Linked DNA regions of Mus musculus: all the other regions are linked to region 1. Evidence: chromatin contacts called from public HiChIP or PLAC-seq and promoter capture Hi-C data. All regions are on one chromosome and are shown on one strand. Each heading gives the region's core, a stretch centred on a gene start, on an enhancer-like site or on the middle of the called end of the contact. The rest is flanking DNA. Distances are from core to core; before and after follow the strand shown.

Evidence for each region. Promoter capture Hi-C pulls out the DNA fragments that hold promoters and counts their contacts. HiChIP or PLAC-seq counts read pairs in DNA pulled down with a chosen protein or histone mark.
Region 2: a contact with region 1 is called in a promoter capture Hi-C map of erythroid cells, with 54 times the contacts expected there. The contact joins the promoter of Pdzd11 here to the promoter of Yipf6 in region 1. A contact is called at or near these places in 5 of 39 promoter capture datasets (cranial neural crest, erythroid cells, liver and 1 more), 1 of 484 Hi-C or Micro-C datasets (erythroblasts), 1 of 115 datasets of contacts at active chromatin or transcription factors (large pre-B cells) and 2 of 9 other capture datasets (adipose tissue and liver).
Region 3: a contact with region 1 is called in an H3K27ac HiChIP or PLAC-seq map of extraembryonic endoderm stem cells, with 12 times the contacts expected there. The contact joins the promoter of Eda2r here to the promoter of Yipf6 in region 1. A contact is called at or near these places in 4 of 39 promoter capture datasets (the 3T3-L1 cell line, 3T3-L1-derived adipocytes, cranial neural crest and 1 more), 3 of 484 Hi-C or Micro-C datasets (muscle stem cells, reprogramming fibroblasts and uterus) and 6 of 115 datasets of contacts at active chromatin or transcription factors (astrocytes, embryonic stem cells, epiblast stem cells and 1 more).
Region 4: a promoter capture Hi-C map of pre-B cells shows a contact between it and region 1. The contact joins the promoter of Igbp1 here to the promoter of Yipf6 in region 1. A contact is called at or near these places in 8 of 39 promoter capture datasets (the C10 cell line, cranial neural crest, embryonic stem cells and 4 more), 4 of 484 Hi-C or Micro-C datasets (CD4 T cells, CD8 T cells, pre-B cells and 1 more), 2 of 115 datasets of contacts at active chromatin or transcription factors (astrocytes and large pre-B cells) and 2 of 9 other capture datasets (adipose tissue and liver).
Region 5: a promoter capture Hi-C map of liver shows a contact between it and region 1, with 5 times the contacts expected there. The contact joins the enhancer-like site here to the promoter of Yipf6 in region 1. A contact is called at or near these places in 8 of 39 promoter capture datasets (the 3T3-L1 cell line, 3T3-L1-derived adipocytes, cranial neural crest and 3 more) and 2 of 115 datasets of contacts at active chromatin or transcription factors (astrocytes and large pre-B cells).
Region 6: a contact with region 1 is called in an H3K27ac HiChIP or PLAC-seq map of embryonic stem cells, with 7 times the contacts expected there. The contact joins the promoter of Eda here to the promoter of Yipf6 in region 1. A contact is called at or near these places in 1 of 39 promoter capture datasets (pre-B cells) and 1 of 115 datasets of contacts at active chromatin or transcription factors (embryonic stem cells).

Annotation. Positions count from the first base shown.
Region 1 is chrX:98,936,453-98,939,220 of GRCm38.p6, forward strand. Yipf6 (Yip1 domain family, member 6) reads left to right here and starts at 1,329. Exons shown (of 7, transcript NM_207633.2): 1 at 1,329-1,836. The coding sequence starts at 1,780.
Region 2 is chrX:100,624,533-100,627,300 of GRCm38.p6, forward strand. Pdzd11 (PDZ domain containing 11) reads right to left here and starts at 1,409. Exons shown (of 7, transcript NM_001356384.1): 1 at 1,354-1,409; 2 at 756-855; 3 at 263-346; 4 at 1-57. The coding sequence starts at 842. Kif4 (kinesin family member 4) reads left to right here and starts at 1,533. Exons shown (of 30, transcript NM_008446.2): 1 at 1,533-2,056; 2 at 2,172-2,286. The coding sequence starts at 1,937.
Region 3 is chrX:97,375,814-97,378,581 of GRCm38.p6, forward strand. Eda2r (ectodysplasin A2 receptor) reads right to left here and starts at 1,396. Exons shown (of 7, transcript NM_001161433.1): 1 at 1,288-1,396.
Region 4 is chrX:100,492,881-100,495,648 of GRCm38.p6, forward strand. Igbp1 (immunoglobulin (CD79A) binding protein 1) reads left to right here and starts at 1,411. Exons shown (of 6, transcript NM_008784.3): 1 at 1,411-1,676; 2 at 2,025-2,318. The coding sequence starts at 1,486. It also overlaps a transcript of Awat2 not described here.
Region 5 is chrX:97,430,147-97,432,914 of GRCm38.p6, forward strand. No RefSeq gene overlaps it. Among named protein-coding and RNA genes, the nearest start is that of Eda2r, 54 kb to the left of the region's middle. Within about 2 kb of position 1,320, at least 60 of the 459 cell types and tissues checked have an H3K27ac peak or open chromatin away from gene starts, as enhancers often do. A contact at or near this core is called in 3T3-L1-derived adipocytes, hippocampal neurons and liver, where this site is marked.
Region 6 is chrX:99,974,274-99,977,041 of GRCm38.p6, forward strand. Eda (ectodysplasin-A) reads left to right here and starts at 1,333. Exons shown (of 8, transcript NM_001177937.1): 1 at 1,333-1,903. The coding sequence starts at 1,508.

The DNA of each region.
Region 1 (2,768 bases), core at 79-2,578:
TTTTTTGGTTACAGTAGCTGACTCCTACCCATTCCCCGCCTACTACCCACCCCAGGAGCCTCTACTGATCAAGGACATTTTCAGTACTTGCCACCAAGTAGCTTAGCAACTTCAAAGTTGTAGTGGTTTTGGGAAGTTAGTGGAGTGAAGCTCTCCCACTTGATAGGAGATGAAAGAGAGAATAATTGTGCAGGACCTGTGGGGAGACAATACAAAGGTTTGAGGATTTGAAGGAGATGGAAGCTGGCTATGAAGCTCAGGGAACTAGTAAGGCAAGGACGGCAGTAGACAAGGGGATCAGGTTCTTCAACTTGAAGTCGGAGGCCTTTTTCTTGGGGACACGAGGAATGGCACTTCAGAGCCACTTCTGGTGAACTGGTTCTGTCAAGCGCTGCTAGTCTCAGCTGCTTTCAGATGGTCCTAGTTGGGCGCGTTTTGGATCCACAGTGCTCCGCTTTGCTCCGCAGTGGCGCTGGTGGTGGGATAGCCTACTCTCAGCTGGGTGCGGTTAGGTTCGGTTGGGATCGACTGGGCGCCATTGGTCTCGGCAGCGCTTGGCTGAACGCCGATGCGTTCGACTTCGTTTGTCTGGGCTCGGCTAGGTGTGGCTCTGTGCCGCAGGCCACCGCTGGCTGCGTTCAGATAGGTTCAGCTGTGCGCTGCTGGGCTCGGCTGCATTCGGCTGTGATCCGACTAGGTTCGGCGGTGCCCGCTGGGCTCGGCTACGTTCGGCTACACTCGGCTGTGATCCGACTAGGTTCGGTGGTGCACGGCTGGGCTCGGCTGCGTTCGGCTTTGCACCGACTAGCTTCGGCTGTTCGCCTCTGGGCTCGGCTGCGTTCGGCTGTGTCAGGCTGTGATCAGACTAGGTTCGGTGGTGAGCGGCTGGGCTCGGCTGCGTTCGGCTGTGAGCCGACTAGGTTCGGTAGTGCGCTGCTGGGCTCGGCTGTGTTCGGCTAGGTTCGGCTGTGCACCTCTGGGTTCTGCTACGTTCGGCTGGAAGCCTCTGGGCTCGATTGTGTTTGGCTGTGCACCGCTGGGTTCGGCTAAGTTCGGCTGTGCATTGCTGGGCTTGGCTGAACGCTACTGGGCTCCGCTAAGTTTAGCAGGAGCCTCTGGGCTCCATTGGGCTCGGCTTCATTCGGCTAGGTTTGGTTGTGTGCCTACTAGGTTCGGCTGGGCGCCTCTGAGCGCCATTGTATTCCGCTGTGCGTTGCCGGGCTCTGCTGTGTCCGGCTAGGTTCGGCTGTGCACCTCTGGGCTCTGCTAGGTTTGGCTGGGAGCCTCTGGACTCGATTGTGTTTGGCTGTGTACCGCTAGGTTCCGCTAAGTTCGGCTAAGTTCAGCTAGGTTCGGCTGAATGCCACTTGGCTCGGCTAAGTTTGGCTGGGGCCTCTGGGCTCGATTGGGTTCGGCTGAGCATCACGGGGCTCGATTGGGTTCAGCTGAGCATCACTGGGCTCCATTGGGTTCGGCTGGGAGTTTGCTGGAGCCTGGGGCACCGCTGGGCGAGCCGGCGCTTCTAGCCTGCACTCTCAGTGGGCGTGGAAGGCGGAGCGCCCCCTAGCGAAACTGCGTCCCCAAACAGTGAGCAAATAGGCTCGCGCTCGAGCCTCGGAGGCTACCGGAGCACCGGAACTCGGCTGGGCGCCGCAGCAGCCAGCCTCAGGCGCCGGCGGTGACGCCGTCTTAACGCGACCGCGCGCTGACCAGCCCCGGTCTCCACGTCTCAGGTTTCGCAGAGACGCATGGGAGGGGAGCAGTTGGAGGTTTATCAAGATGGCGGAAGCGGAGGACTCTCCGGGAGAACAGGAGGCAGCGGCATCCAAGCCCCTGGTGAGTTAAGAGGACAGTGGCAGAAGGGACTGAGGGCGAGGCAGAGCTCCCGGGAAGCGAGTCGGGAAGGCTTCGGGATCAGAGAGCCAGAGCTTCTTGGCTTTGCAGGCCCTTGGCGTCTACAACCAGCTGACACTACACCTGGTCTTTGAGTTAGCTGCATCTCCCTTCCATTCGCTGGCCTTCTGTGCCTTTCTGAGACTCTCCGCTGTCTGTCCACACTCTAGGGGTTCTTTGACAGTGAGTTAAATGCCGAGCTTGGAGTGGTTTCTGAAGTATCCTCTATCGCTGTCATTTATCACGACTTGTCACCAGTCATTGTGAAGTACTACACAAGTAATGAAACTGCTTCTCACAGGACGTTGTCGTTTTATTGGTTGTAACCGGAACCTTTACTTGCCCGGTGGGTGACTCAAAGCAGCTAATTATTATTTGCAGGTGCTTGCTATCCCCTTCATGACACATATGTCACTAAGAGCCACCAATACTGCTTTAAGAACACTGGCTTCACAGTTAACCCCATGTGAGCTAGAGTGCATTCGCACTGAAGCTTTTGTGAGTTTGAGCATTTCGTTTCAGTGAAGGGTGTTTTTGACTCTTAAACTGAAAAGAAGGTACCTGCCTTTAAAATGGCATAACTTCTATGAAGTGCCTAATACAGTCATGAGTGGAGGAGTATAAGGAAGTCGTTGTTACGCCCTGTCGTTCTTCTTCCCAAACAGTATTTGCTTATATACTGTTTGCTCAGTAACTGCTTTCATTTCTTTTGTTTTAAATTGGCAGCGTAACAGAGAACTGAACTGAGAGGCAAGGGAACTTGGTTCAAGTCCCAGCTCTTCTGCTTACTAGCTCTATTTGTTCATCTCTTCAGCAAAAATATTTCTCGAGCATCTAGAGTGTTCCAGGCAGTCTTTTAGGCACCAGGAATGAAA
Region 2 (2,768 bases), core at 159-2,658, 1.7 Mb after region 1:
CTTGGAGATGAAGATGCCTAGCTGCGAGGCCTTTCCTCCTCGGATGTTAAATCCCAACTGAAAGACAAAAGGACACAGGATGCAGACTCAGCAGAGACATAAGAACAGGGACATCTATGTACTCAGAAGAAAAGGAGATGCTGTAGAAGTGCCACCTCTGCTTTTCTGGTCACCTACCTCCCAATCCACATCCACACCCCAACCATGGCCAATTTCTGGCATGGACCAAACGTTACTGGAATAAGAGCCCCTATAAGTTTACCTGAGCACCAGGAGGCTTCTTCAGTGTAACAATTCGGGGCAGAAACTGGGTCAACTCATTGTTGTAGTCTGGGTGGTACACTCTCTGCAAGATACAGCAATCCCCGAAATCTTATTCCCAGTCTTAGATGTGTTACATCTACCTTCTTTTAGAATACCAATAAACCAGATATATGTCAGGAATTGGTAAAGCCATTGACTCAGTTTACAAAGCACAGATAAAACAGTCCAGAGGAGTGGCTGTTTAGTCTCGGGACATGTTAGTGGCCCTATAGATCCCTAGTCCTTTCTTATTGACAGGATGGAAATTAAGGCTCTGAATTTTCAGAATTCACCAGTGTGAAGGGTTCTGGCATGGTGATTCTGCAAGAAGTCACCAGTGGGTCACTGTTGCTCAGAATTCACCTAAGATCCACTCTCCACTGAGTTTCCTAGCCCTGCTACTTTTTCTTTCATAGATCTCATGATTATTCAGGAATGCAGATGGCGCCCACCTCATGAGGAGGAATCCACGCTGGAGGGTTTTCATAGGCCGGCAGGAAAACCACAGGGTAGTCATCATAGGGAATCCGGTTGTCCATTTCAGGCAAAGCCCTGAAAAGGACGAATCAAAGGAAACGAAAATGATTTTAAAAAGGACCAAGCACTCTAAGTTCCAGAAAGCCTTCCAGCCGAGGGCCATTCCTTTATGGGACTAGCCCACAAGTAGGTGTTAAGATTGGGGAGGGGGGGTAGGGAGGAGAGGCAGGCTACAAAACAAAATAACAAAAACAAAAGACAAAAAAATTAATTTTTTAAGCACTCTAATGGCATGTTTGCATTTCTCACAATTCTACAAAAAACAATAGGTGTCACCACTTCCAACCTAGGAAAAGAGAATCTACACATCTACAAAGATCTACTTTAAAACAGCAAGGGAGTGCCAACTCTTAACTATCCCATAGGGATTGGGGCCAGACACAATCTCTAGAGGTGCTTAGTAAACGTGGTGTCCACAGACGGGTTCCGTCTACACGGGCTACCTTCTAGATCCAGGTCCTGCAACCCGCCCGAATCCCGCGCTCGCGACCACTTAACTCAGGGCCACCTCACCGGTAAGAAGGCCTCGGTCAGCGACAGCCAATTCGGCGTCGGAACCGGAAGCGGATGCTCCTACCACCCTGCCGGGGCGGAGCTCTCTTTGGGCGAGCCAGAGCTCCAGCCTCCTTGCGCGTCACGGTGTGCGTGCTCAAGTTCGTCTGCTTCTCACAGGCTGTACGCGCTCCGATTGGCTGGCGCCTCTGGGATCAATTTGAAACTTGGCGGTTAAAGCTCCGGTTGGAACAGGGCGCCAGGGAAGGTCGGTGAGAGGGACGTTTAGTTTGGTGAGTTACCCGGGCACCGCGTTAGCTCCGATTCTGCGCTTTGGAGCACTTTAGGGCTTGGGGTCGCGGTTGCTGTCTCTGCTGGAGTTTCCTTATTGCTGACGCCGCTTCGCCCTGCAGTATTGGGACTGACAAACCTTTAGGCGGTGGCCAAGAGTGACAGGACACCGTGATCCCGCTGGGAGGGAGAGTGCATCAGCGAGTTCCGAGCTCTCCCACCGCCTGAGAAGGGCCTTTCCACTCCTGCCAGCCTCCGGGGGCTCCTGGGAGAGCCGGCTTCACCCAGCACGGACACCTGCTGAGCTGGTACCATGAAAGAAGAGGTGAAGGGGATTCCCGTAAGAGTGGCACTGCGTTGTCGCCCCCTCGTCTCGAAAGAGATTAAGGAGGGCTGCCAGACGTGCCTTTCCTTTGTGCCCGGAGAGCCTCAGGTGGGTAGTCGAGTCTGGAGTGGCTTCCTCCACAGCTGAGGCTGAAAGGAGCGAGGGGCGTGGTCAGGCATTTTTTTTTTAATCCTTCCCCATCCTTGTCTCTTGCCTCTTGCAGGTGGTGGTTGGTAATGATAAATCATTTACCTACGATTTTGTGTTTGACCCCTCTACTGAACAGGAAGAGGTCTTTAATACAGCAGTAGCTCCACTCATAAAAGGCGTGTTTAAAGGTGAGGCTGTCTAATTCACTGGGCGTTTGTGTGTGTGTGGGTGGGTCATATAGGCACTACAAATAAGAGGAATGGATGAAACAGACTTCTGCCTTTAAAAACAGCCCACAGCCTAGTAACACATCCAGTTTATCTTTGACCTAGACATATTTTGTTGTCTTGGGACCTCACAGAGAACCTTTCATTTCAGCACTTGGGAGGCAAAGACTGATGTAGAAGCCATGGAGGGATGTTCCTTACTGGCTTCCTTCCCCTGGCTTGCTCAGCCTGTTCTCTTATAGAACCCAAGACTACCAGCCCAGGGATGGTCCCACCCACAAGGGGCCTTTCCCCCTTGATCACTAATTGAGAAAATGCCTTACAGTTGGATCTCATGGAGGTATTTCCTCAACTGAAGGTCCTTACTCTGTGATAACTCCAGCTGTGTCAAGTTGACACAAAACTAGCCAGTACAACCACCCTCCTTGATTTGGCTTATGCTG
Region 3 (2,768 bases), core at 146-2,645, 1.6 Mb before region 1:
AGTATCATTCAATCCAGCCTTATCTACATGGGATTGTATCAGGTCCCAAAGAAACCTGAGACAAATCTTCCCTCAGTACCTCTGGTGAAAAATCAAACACTCAAAAGGTGTCCAAAAACATACAAACAAGCAAGCAAACAGACAAAAACAAGCAAACCCATATCTGTCTTTCTCTAGCTCTAGTTGATATGGTCCTTACAATGACAACTTCAGAGAGTTTTGCTTGTATGTTTAAAGCTCATCTTGTGCAGTATTGGTTGTCGTCCTACACTCAGGATGAGTCTCTTAAGGCTCCAGGGAGAACAGCCTCTATATGGCTTAGTACTTCAAACTTGGTGATAGAGGGCAAATATTCAGTATGCATCATAGGTTGGATGAAAGGTATGGTGAGTCAAGGGGGACAGAAACTTTACCTGGACAGCGAGTTCCACAATTTACTACCTCTTACTGCCCTAGATGAAATTGGCCAGCGCTGCCAAAACCTGTCAAAATGAGATCTTACAGCCTGTTTTCCCAGCCTAGTCTCTGGCAGGTCCCTTCTCCTTTCACCCTGCCAGTTCTTGCAGCTGTCTGGGCCTTGGCCAGTGTTTGGGGTGAGGCCGGATCAAAATATCACTGTCCCGGGCTCGGCTTCCAGCAGCAAGTGATCAAATGAAACTCAGTCGCACTGGTGACGAGGCTGGACTGAAAGCCCCCATACACAGTGCCAAATTGCTTTTTACACAGGCCCGGACTTGCCCAGGCACCACGTGGGTGGGCTAGTTCAGCTTTCCACAGGATGCTCTGCTTGTCCAATCTGTTCCCTCCTCCTCTCCAAGAGCTAACTCCCAGGCTCCTTCTCTTCCTTATCTCTGGATCCCAGATGCACAGGGTTGTTGGACAAGTCCGGGCATATTCCCAGCGGCCATCTGGCCCCAGTTCGAACCTGCACAGGCAGGAACTGACTACTCAAAGCTGTAGGGATAACAGCGTTTCTGACATCTAGGAGAATGCTGTCAGGGCACAAACGGATAGAATGACTGAGAGCCACAGAATCCCTTCTCCCCCCACAAGTCATGCTGACTTTGTAGCACTCTTAGAGGGACATCTGATATAGTTCTCTGGTCCTCTATTTCCGTCCCTAGGTGCCACAGGTTCCAAGTGATTTACCACACGAAGGATGTTCCCACACTTACTCTGTCAAGATCAAATGGATGGATCTTACAATGGGATTCTTTGAACAAAAGCATTCGAGTACAGAGCAGACACCCAGCCCAACAGCCGCCCCTCAGCCCCCAGATGGCATACCGCTCTCACAATAGGTGGAATCCGTTGCAACCAAGGTTCTGCTGGAGTCATTTCACTTCCACGTGTAGCAACAACAGATCAAATCCATCCTCTATTTCTTTCATGTTATGCCTATCCCCGTCCCCTCCCCTGTAAGGAATGCAGGACAGCTATTGGACCATTTTATAAGTCTGGGAGTGGTTATGCAAATAAACCCCGCCCCTGAAAGGACAGTGTGAGTCTGGCGGGTAAACACCGGCCAAGTCACAAGTCTGGCAATAGTTACTAAAGCTCCAGGAACTGAAGCTGGGTCTAGGGAGGGAAGGGCCCAAAGTTAGATCTAGCCTAATCTGTGGGGAGGAAGGGAGGAGGCAGCTAGCAAAATGCAGCTTTTTTTTTTTTTTTTAAGTTTTTAAAGTTCATGTACATGATTTAGCAGGCTTGGGGTTCCAGAGAAAGCCAAAAGTTGAAAAAGTAAGGATTCTCAGACACGAGGAGAAGCTACTTTCTGGCTCTGGCTTTGCATTTTTATATTAATACCTTCAGAAGTTTAAGAGTTTTAACAGAAAATATGAAGCTTGGGAAAGACTACTAAAAATGAAGAAAAACTGAATCCTATACTTCACTCTGAATTTAAGCCATCCTTTGACTTCGGTTGGGTCTCTGGGTCTCTTGCTACACATACCTATTATGGTACACACATACAGACACTATATATATATGCTCTTCCAACAATGACACTTTCTTAAAGTCTCACTTGACAGACAGAAGTGGGGGATGTCCTGGAACACATTGTAAATAGGAAGAAATGGAAGCTTGAGACAAGGTGTAGAGGAGAGAACCAAACAATGTGCCTTGAGAAAACTCTGGAACCTCATCTGGCCTGAGCAGTGCATGAACAGGAATTAAGAATCAAGTCTCAAAGGCTGAAAACCTTTGGAGGAAAACAGCAGAATTGGATTAGAATAATGAGTAGAATTTAGTGATATACATGTGTATTTTGAATATAAATACATACATGCATACAAATATTCATACATACATACATGAATACATACATACATTCATATACTTTGGGGTCATCTGACATTATCTCTGAGAATAAACTGAAAATTCCTAACCTACATAGCTAATTTTGTCCTGAGTAGGGACAAGGGGTGACTAATAGAAGAAGAATCTGCCTCTTCTCCCAGAGATGGCATTTTTTTCTAAAACAGGAGCTCTCTGATTTTCCTCTATCTTCTACAAACAAGAATGTCTAAGCTAACTGAGATTTGAGACTCCATTGTAGTAAAAAGAATGCTGGTTTGAGGATTAGGATACTCGACCTCATATGATGTCTCTCAGTCTTGCTTTCTGTATTTGAAATTTTAAAAGGTTTTTAGCCTTGATGGTCTTGAAATTCTAAAAGTGGTGCTTCTCACATGCCAATGTACACATATAGTCACATAGTGTTTCTGATAACACACAGATTCAAAGTTAGTATCACCAATGTAAGGCTG
Region 4 (2,768 bases), core at 161-2,660, 1.6 Mb after region 1:
AAGGCTGGCTCTATGTTCAATCCCCAGCATAAACCACGTGTATGACTGTACTACTTTGCAGGTGTAACCATCACTCAGGAGGTAGAAACCATGGATCTCAAGTTCAATATCATCCTTACCTACATAGCAAGTTTGAGAACTTGTTTCAAAACAACAACAAAAAAATAATAACAAAAAAAATAGTTGGCATCTATTTTTAAAAACAAAGAAAATTTAAGAACGCATAACTGAATATACTAAAATACTATTATTGGGTGTGTGTGGTTCAACTGGTAGAGCGCTTGTGTAGAATGCACAAAGCCCTGAGTTCAATCCCTAGGAACCAAATGTGGTGACACGCTCTTGTAATCCCTGCACATGGGATTGGAAGGTAAAGGCCATCGCGCTTCAAAGCCAGACTGGATTACAAAAGACCCTGTCTCAAAAATATTATCATTCAACATATAGTCAAAGCGTTGAGATATTTTTACATGTTTTGATTATATAATCAAAATCTGACCTGTAATTTACTTTTACAACACATCTAAATTTAAGATAAGCACACCTGAGCACTAGGTAGCCAGCCATCTAGTATCTGCAAAGCTGAGCTGATTTCCAAAGAGATCGCTTTATTTTTCTATTTATATATCATGACTCTGGGTAACTTCAGTATGAAGGATAGCCAGAGGAGGTGCTAAGATGGCTCATAATCATTCTGGAAGGGAGATTTTATAAAACACTAGCTATTAATGCAGTGTGGTCCGTGCTGTATGCGTGCACAGAAGAAATCCGAACGGCGAGGTGAAAGGCACAGTATATGGGGAGAGAACCAAAGACTGCATAGAAGTGTGACCTGGAAAGAAAGTTCCAAGAAAGGAAGGCAGCCGGCTGTTGGTAGATAGGAGTTGCAAGTTTTCAAATGTTCCTGATCAAAGAGAAAGGTTTCACAGGGTGCTGGCTCAAAGGGTGTTCGAGTGTATAGGGGACAGAAGGTTGTGGCGCGGTGGGTGGGCATTGATCGAGAGCGCGACTTACAACTTCACGTCCTCTAGGGTAAGCAGACCCGGAAACCGAGAGAGTGGCCGCTGACTAGCAGGACTTTCCTTGGGGGAACGACTTGACTTCTCTGGCATAGCAGGCTCGTGGTTCTCCAAGCATGGAACACGTTCGCCTACTCACGCTGGCTGGAGTTTGGAAATCAGCCCCGCCACTCCTGTGCCTCAGAGTACTAGGAACTTGCAAGTCCACTTCTGGCCACGTGGAGCCCATCTTTAGTAAAACAGCACAGACGACTTTAAAACAAGCGGCTGGCTGAAAATGAGTCCCTGGAAACGGTTGCCAGGGCCAGAAAACTGCGATTCCCAGAAGTCATTTGGGAAGCTTTGGTAACAAGTCGCTGGCCAATGCACTACTGCTTCCTGTGTCGTGAGAGCTTTAGGGCTCGTCTTTATGGAGTTTACCTTTGACTTCGGTAGAAATTCTTCCGGGTTTCTTTCTTTCCACAAGATGGCAGCGTCTGAAGACGAGTTACTGCTGCCGCGGCTTCCGGAGCTCTTTGAAACAAGCAAAAAACTTCTGGAGGACGTGGAAGTAGCAACTGAACCCACCGGCTCCCGAACAATCCAGGATAAGGTGTCCAAAGGACTAGAACTCCTTGAGAAGGCTGCTGGAATGTTATCGCAGCTTGATTTGTTCAGGTACGGGGGAGAGGGCAGGAACCGCAGAGAAGGAATGGCTAGCAAGGGCAGAGCCATTGCACTTGGGTGGAAAGGACCTTTAAGGCTAAAACCGCGCGGTTCCTACTTGTTCACCCGTGTACATTCTTTCCATTCTCCACTTTTCTTCTGAGATGCTTAATATCCCAGAACAATGCTCCCTCGTGTACGGCTGACTGCCTGGTCCTTGGGTATGCAAGCTCAGCCACTTTCTTTTTAATCTGGCCAATGTCTTTGCACCACTCTCTCCCAGCCCTATTCTTCCCTAGAAGCAGGGGCCACGGCTTAATGCTCAACCAGGCTTCACGGCCTCCTCTTTGCTCTTTGCAGCCGAAATGAAGATCTGGAAGAGATTGCTTCCACCGACCTGAAGTACCTGATGGTGCCAGCGTTGCAAGGAGCCCTCACCATGAAACAAGTCAACCCCAGCAAGCGTCTAGATCATTTGCAGCGGGCTCGAGAACACTTCGTACATTTCTTAACTCAGTGTCATTGCTATCATGTGGCAGAGTTTCAGCTACCCCAAACCAAGACTAACTCAGCTGAAAATAATACTGCTAGCTCCTCCATGGCCTATCCAAATCTCGTTGCTATGGCATCTCAAAGACAGGCTAAAATAGAGAGGTGGGTCAATGGCTGTAATTTGAGGGCTGTAGTTGGGGGTGCATGTGTTTGTGTGGTGTGTGTGTGTGTGTGTGTGTGTGTGTACTACAGAATAGTGTATTTTATTTTCTTGGTTCTTAATGAACATAGACCCTGGTGAAAGCAAACTTTCCTGAATCTTAACAAGCCTTTGTGCCATTGTTGAGGGGGTTGTGCTAAAACTTCAGGACCACCCCCCCAGCCCCTCAACACACACCTTAGGGTCATCACTAGTAGCAGTGTTATTCTAACCATTAGGTTGATCAAAGTATACCACAACCTTTTCCATGTCACTGCATAATGCTGTTTGTATGGGGTAAATATTTCAAAAGTACACAATATCTTGAACTATTTACTGAGCAATTCTGTTCAGAATGCATACAGGCTGGGATGTCTAGCATCCTGAATTAATCATAGCCCTGGTACAGCATC
Region 5 (2,768 bases), core at 70-2,569, 1.5 Mb before region 1:
GGATGGAACACAGGGCCCCCAGTGGAGAAGCTAGAGAAAGTACTCAAGGAGCTAAAGGGATCTGCAACCCTATAGGTGGAACAACAATATAAACTAACCAGTACCCCCAGAGCTCGTGTCTCTAGCTGCATATGTAGCAGAAGATGGCCTAGTCGGCCATCACTGGGAAGAGAGGCCCCTTGGTCTTGCAAACTGTATATGCCCCAGTACAGGGGAATGCCAGGGCGAAGAAGTGGGAGTGGGTGGGTTGGGGAGCAGGGTGGGGGGAGGATATAGGGGACTTTTGGGATAGCATTTGAAATGTAAATGAAGAAAATATCTAATAAAAATTTTAAAAAAGAAATTTTAGCTCTAAAAAAAAAGAGAATTCTCAGTATTTACAAAGCACATGGTAATGAAGTTTTCTTCCGTAAATATACTGGATTCTTCTAAGATATATTTTGCTTCTTGTAACACATGTTTAAGCTAAGACTGGGTACAGTACCATATGGGATATCATTTTTCAACTGTAAAATGAAATCCAGAATCAGAATTTGGGCTTAAATCATCAATATAAGGATTTTATAGCAGTCAATTATGGTAAGGGTTTTTTGTACTTTTTAAAAAAATTTCTAGTGTCTCATTTTGTCATTAACTTGACTGCATGATCTTGTTCAAGTAATTTAGTCTGTCTATCTCATATTCCTTTAAGTGCAAACACGTTTCATACAATTGTATTTAACATCAAAGGAGATAATGGATTTTGAGTCTTTATATCAGCATGATGTATTAAAATGTTGCCAAGGCTTACTGAACTCTTGGGGAAGCCTAGACTCATTTCCATCAGCTATTTCATTAATGCTGCTAGTAAGCCCATTTTATGGATGAGGCAGGTGTGTCAGAGACAAGCTGGGAACATTGCCTGGGATTTCAAGCTAGGAACAAGCCTAGTAAATATTACAAAGAGAGTTTGGCTCTAGAATTCTGAAAAGCAATTACAGTGTCCTATCAATGGCCCAGGGTTCTGTCTTCTAATGCAAGCACTTACCAAACAAATGCTTTGTGAAAATCTAATGAAAGGTAAAGACATTCCCTTCCCAAAAGTGCACAAATTTACATGTGTATGTGTTTATATACTGTTCTCTACACCACTGCCTAAAATCTTTGTAGTGTAGGTTATTCTGGAAACTCTGAAGAAAATAATAATAAAAGAAATAGCTCCAAAGATTAATTCCATCATTGAAAACTTGGAACACAGCCTTAAACTCTAATAAAGCAGTCCAGTTCTAGAAATTTCAGAGAAGCTGAGGCCCTCTTGTTACCCTCTATCTCCACCTGCTGGACTGCTGCTCTGTAATGACAACAGCTTTATTCTTAATGTTTACGGACATCTACTTGTCCAAAAACATGAGCTTATACTCTCCTGCGGGCTGCCAACCCAAACCAGAGGTTAAGGTCTTTGCCAATCCCCTCAATGCTGTTACTAGCAACCCTGTTATGTCTGTGGTGCAGGGTCCTTGCCACTTTAGCTTTGAATCCGAAACTGCGTCACAAGAATTTAGGAAAATAGACATAAGAATTCAGCAGAGGGCGCTGGAGTACACATTTCTCTGAGGTCCTAACCATATACTGTCAGACGTTGTGTTTTCTTCATATACAGTATATATTTCTGTAATATGCACTTCCTCAAGTTATTCATTTTACTATTAATTTTTGGGTGGATTTCAAAATCGTAAAATGGGGAGGGGCAAAAACAGAGCCCTTTGTGGCCCAGCTTAAGATATTTTCTTCTAATTCTAAGGTGTCATGCTCTTCTCTGTACTCTTTTCGATTACTTTCCAATTTAAAAACCTCAAGTTGTTATCAAAAACCTGACCATAAATCTAATCAAATTTTTGTCAGATATGAAGCATAGTCACAGTTTTATTTGTCATTTGACAGCCTTAAAGACCCCCTTGCCCATGTGAAACAAGTCAGATCATCTGTTTTACACTAATTGTTTGCACAGTCTGTTCTCTTCCTTAATGTGCTATATTCCTGCACTCTTCTAAGTAGCACACAACTCAGATAGCATGGCTCCTAGCACTAATCTAGAAGGGGTAAGATTTTAAACATTGTAACAAGCCAGGCAGTGGTGGCCCACGCCTTTAATTCTAGCATTTAGGAGGCAGAGCCAGGTGGATTTCTGAGTTCAAGGCCAGCGTGGTCTAGAGAGTGAGTTCTAGGACAGCCAGGGCTATACAGAGAAATCCTGTCTCCAAAAAACAAACAAACAAAACAAAACAAAACAAAAAAGTAACAACATTGTCAACTTTTGTTATTGATGATGTATTTGTTGTCTTTTCCCTCAGTATCTGCTATGCACTCAGAGAAAAGAAAACATGTTCAAATCTCCAGTTTCTGTAGTGCTACATGCCATTTTGTATGTACTCAGCAAATTTCTCTTATGATGTTAGAGATTGAGCCTATTGCCTTGCACATGCTCAACAAATAAATGCTCTTCCACTGAGATATTCCCACCAATTACAACTGCTTAGTTTGAGAAATACTCTCCAAGTTTCGTGGACTGATTTTGAGTTCTCTATTGCAGCCTAAGCAGGCCTTGAACTCACAATTCTCTTACTGCAACCTCCACAAAACTGGGAATACATGCATGTACCACCAGGGCTAGCATTGTTTCCTTTTCTATTTGTAGGTAATGTATAGGACAATCAAGACAATTCTTTTCTCAGAACCTTAATTAGAATAATGTTCCAGGCAAACGTGTTTGCTTTCTGTTTCTCAGCCTT
Region 6 (2,768 bases), core at 83-2,582, 1.0 Mb after region 1:
AGTTAATAAAATTGCTAATTATTCATTTCTCAATTACATGGAAATGAGTGTACCTACTGGGTAAAAAAAAAAGTGGCTGCTTGCTCTGCTACAGTTATTTAGTTCTCTAAAATTTGAGACTACTAACACTTGTCAATTGTGACTCTTGACAACTAATCTTTTCCATCCTTCATTTCCAGGTCTATTGTTCTGACATTTGCCATTTTCCCCCCTCTGACCCTGTTTCTGATTGGTGCAGCTGTTGAAGATGCTGCCGTTGCAGCAGTGTACATCTGGAACATTTGGCTGACTTGTTGAACTTACCCCAGGGAGTACTCCAGGGGAAGCATGGGAAGGGTGGAGAGGCCAGAACAGTTGCCTGCGAATACAGATGCCAATAGTGTCTGGCCATGCTGTGGACCACCCCTGTAAAAATTCACCTCATCATGACCCTCAGTTTCCCCACCTGCTCCTCGAAGGCTCAAGTTCTTCCAAAACTTGTGCAGCTCTGGAAAAAGATAAACTTTTGCCTGAGGGTTCTCTCACACGGTACTTTCTGCACTGTGAAAGGGATCAATGCATATCTGTTGAATGAATTACTATATCAAGAAATCCTAGGAAACGGTTTTAGCCTTCAACGGACAGCATCACTTCAGTTTTACTTGGCACTAGGCACCCTCTCTATGCCCTCAGACTGTGCCCCAAGACTCATTTTAGGAGTGAGGTTGCCCTGTTCCCAGTCTGTTTGGCTCCCAGGCTCCTAGGTCTCCTTTTCTTCTGGCGAGCCATTGAATTGCAAACACAGCAGGCATGGTTTCATTCCAAACCCTGAACTGTTTTAATTAGTTTAACGTCTGTTAAACGCTTTGAAGATTGAAAGCAACAGATAAGTACTGGATGATGTTATTAGCAACTGCAGTTAATTGCAAACATTTCTATTAATGCTAGTTTCTGCCTCCTTTTCTTTTCTCCACGTTCTTTCCAAGGTTCCCAAATTCTTCTCAGCCTCCCCCTCCTGCCCTCCCCCATAGCGGCGCTGAAGGGTTAAACCGGGGTGGAGTCTAGAGATGAACGACAGCCGCCCTCACCAACTGCAACGGGGCAAGCGGGAAGAGCTGGGTGGGGCTGCCAGGCAGAGGTGAACCCCCACGCCCCCAGGCCCCGCCCCACGGCTGGAGGCCCGAGTGGAACGGCAGGGGGCGGGGCAGCCAGGCCTGGCGGGCCCGTGGTTGGGCGTCCCGGCCGCCCCTTGAGGCATGGGGCGGGGTAGGTGAGGACCTCCTCCCTCATTCCCTCTCTGGCCGCGCCGCCCCTCTCGCCCGCCCCTCCTCCTCCCTTTCCCACCCCTCGGAGTGGAGCTGCACATGCGGCTGCTCCCTGTTCTGTCCCGCCCAGCCACCGTCGCTCAGGAACGGGTCCCTGCAGCCCCCAGCCGATGGCAGGACAGTAGTCGCCTGTCAGGGGTCGTGAAGGACTGAGGCAGAGGCAGAGGCTCCCGGGCCTCAGATAGTGGTTGTCTCTGGAGGCCATGGGCTACCCAGAGGTAGAGCGCAGGGAACCCCTGCCTGCGGCAGCGCCAAGGGAGCGGGGCAGCCAGGGCTGCGGCTGTCGCGGGGCCCCTGCTCGGGCGGGCGAAGGGAACAGCTGCCGGCTCTTCCTGGGTTTCTTTGGCCTCTCGCTGGCCCTCCACCTGCTGACGCTGTGCTGCTACCTAGAGTTGCGGTCCGAATTGCGGCGGGAACGGGGAACCGAGTCCCGCCTCGGTGGCCCGGGTGCTCCTGGCACCTCTGGCACCCTAAGCAGCCCTGGGAGCCTCGACCCGGTGGGTCCCATCACCCGCCACCTGGGGCAGCCGTCCTTTCAACAGCAGCCTTTGGAACCGGGAGAAGATCCACTCCCCCCTGACTCCCAGGACCGGCACCAGGTGAGTCACCTAGGAGGGGCGGCGGCCTTGGAGGCCCCCTCCCCTGCTCGGTTGGGCGGGGGCCTGGGCCTCAGGGCTCAGGGGACTCTGCCACTCAGAGCCAAGTTCCAGGGCAGGAGCTGGGAGTGGGCCGGAGTGCTGGGGAGAGGTTGTCCAGGTCAGGTTGTTCTCGGTTCCTGCCTTGGCTCATCCAGACCCTCTCCGGTCCCGTGGAGTTGGAAAGCCCAGCCTGCACGCGCCGCCCCCGGGGAGGTGTGGGCTGCTTAGCGAAAAGTTGGCCTGCCTTGCACCCATCCGGGCGCGGAGGTGCCTGCGCCGCCCCCGTGGCCGTCTAACGGCGAGCAGCTTGGCCCCTCGTGCCCCCTGGTGAGTTTCTCTGCCCGTGGTGCTTGTTTCTTCGTGTCCCGAGCTGATGCCAGCACTAGCAGGCTCCTCTTTGGAGTTGGAGCTGTAAACAGCTGTACTAACTGTTCCACGCCCGTTGAAACAACTTTTAACCATACTTTCAGCGCTGGATTCTTGTGCGCTGACCAGGACCTGAGCTTTTTTCACACTTACCTGCAACTTGAGACGGATTCTCTTCTGCGTTCTAGTTAGGATCAGCGCCCCTGAGGAATTCTGGTAGAAATATGCCGTCTTGCTAGACAACTTCTGAACAGCAATTTAAAAAATCTATGGAAATAAAACTCACCCTTTGCATGCCGGTTCTGACACTCTTGTAGATGGAGTTGGGTGCAGTGGGTGTGAAGAGTTTTCATTATTGCTGCCTTTGGAACAGGAAGTTGGATTTTTGTTTTGTTTTGATAATCTTTAGAGGGTTTGTATCTCTTTTAGCAAACCATTATCGTAGTTGTTTTTCTTACTC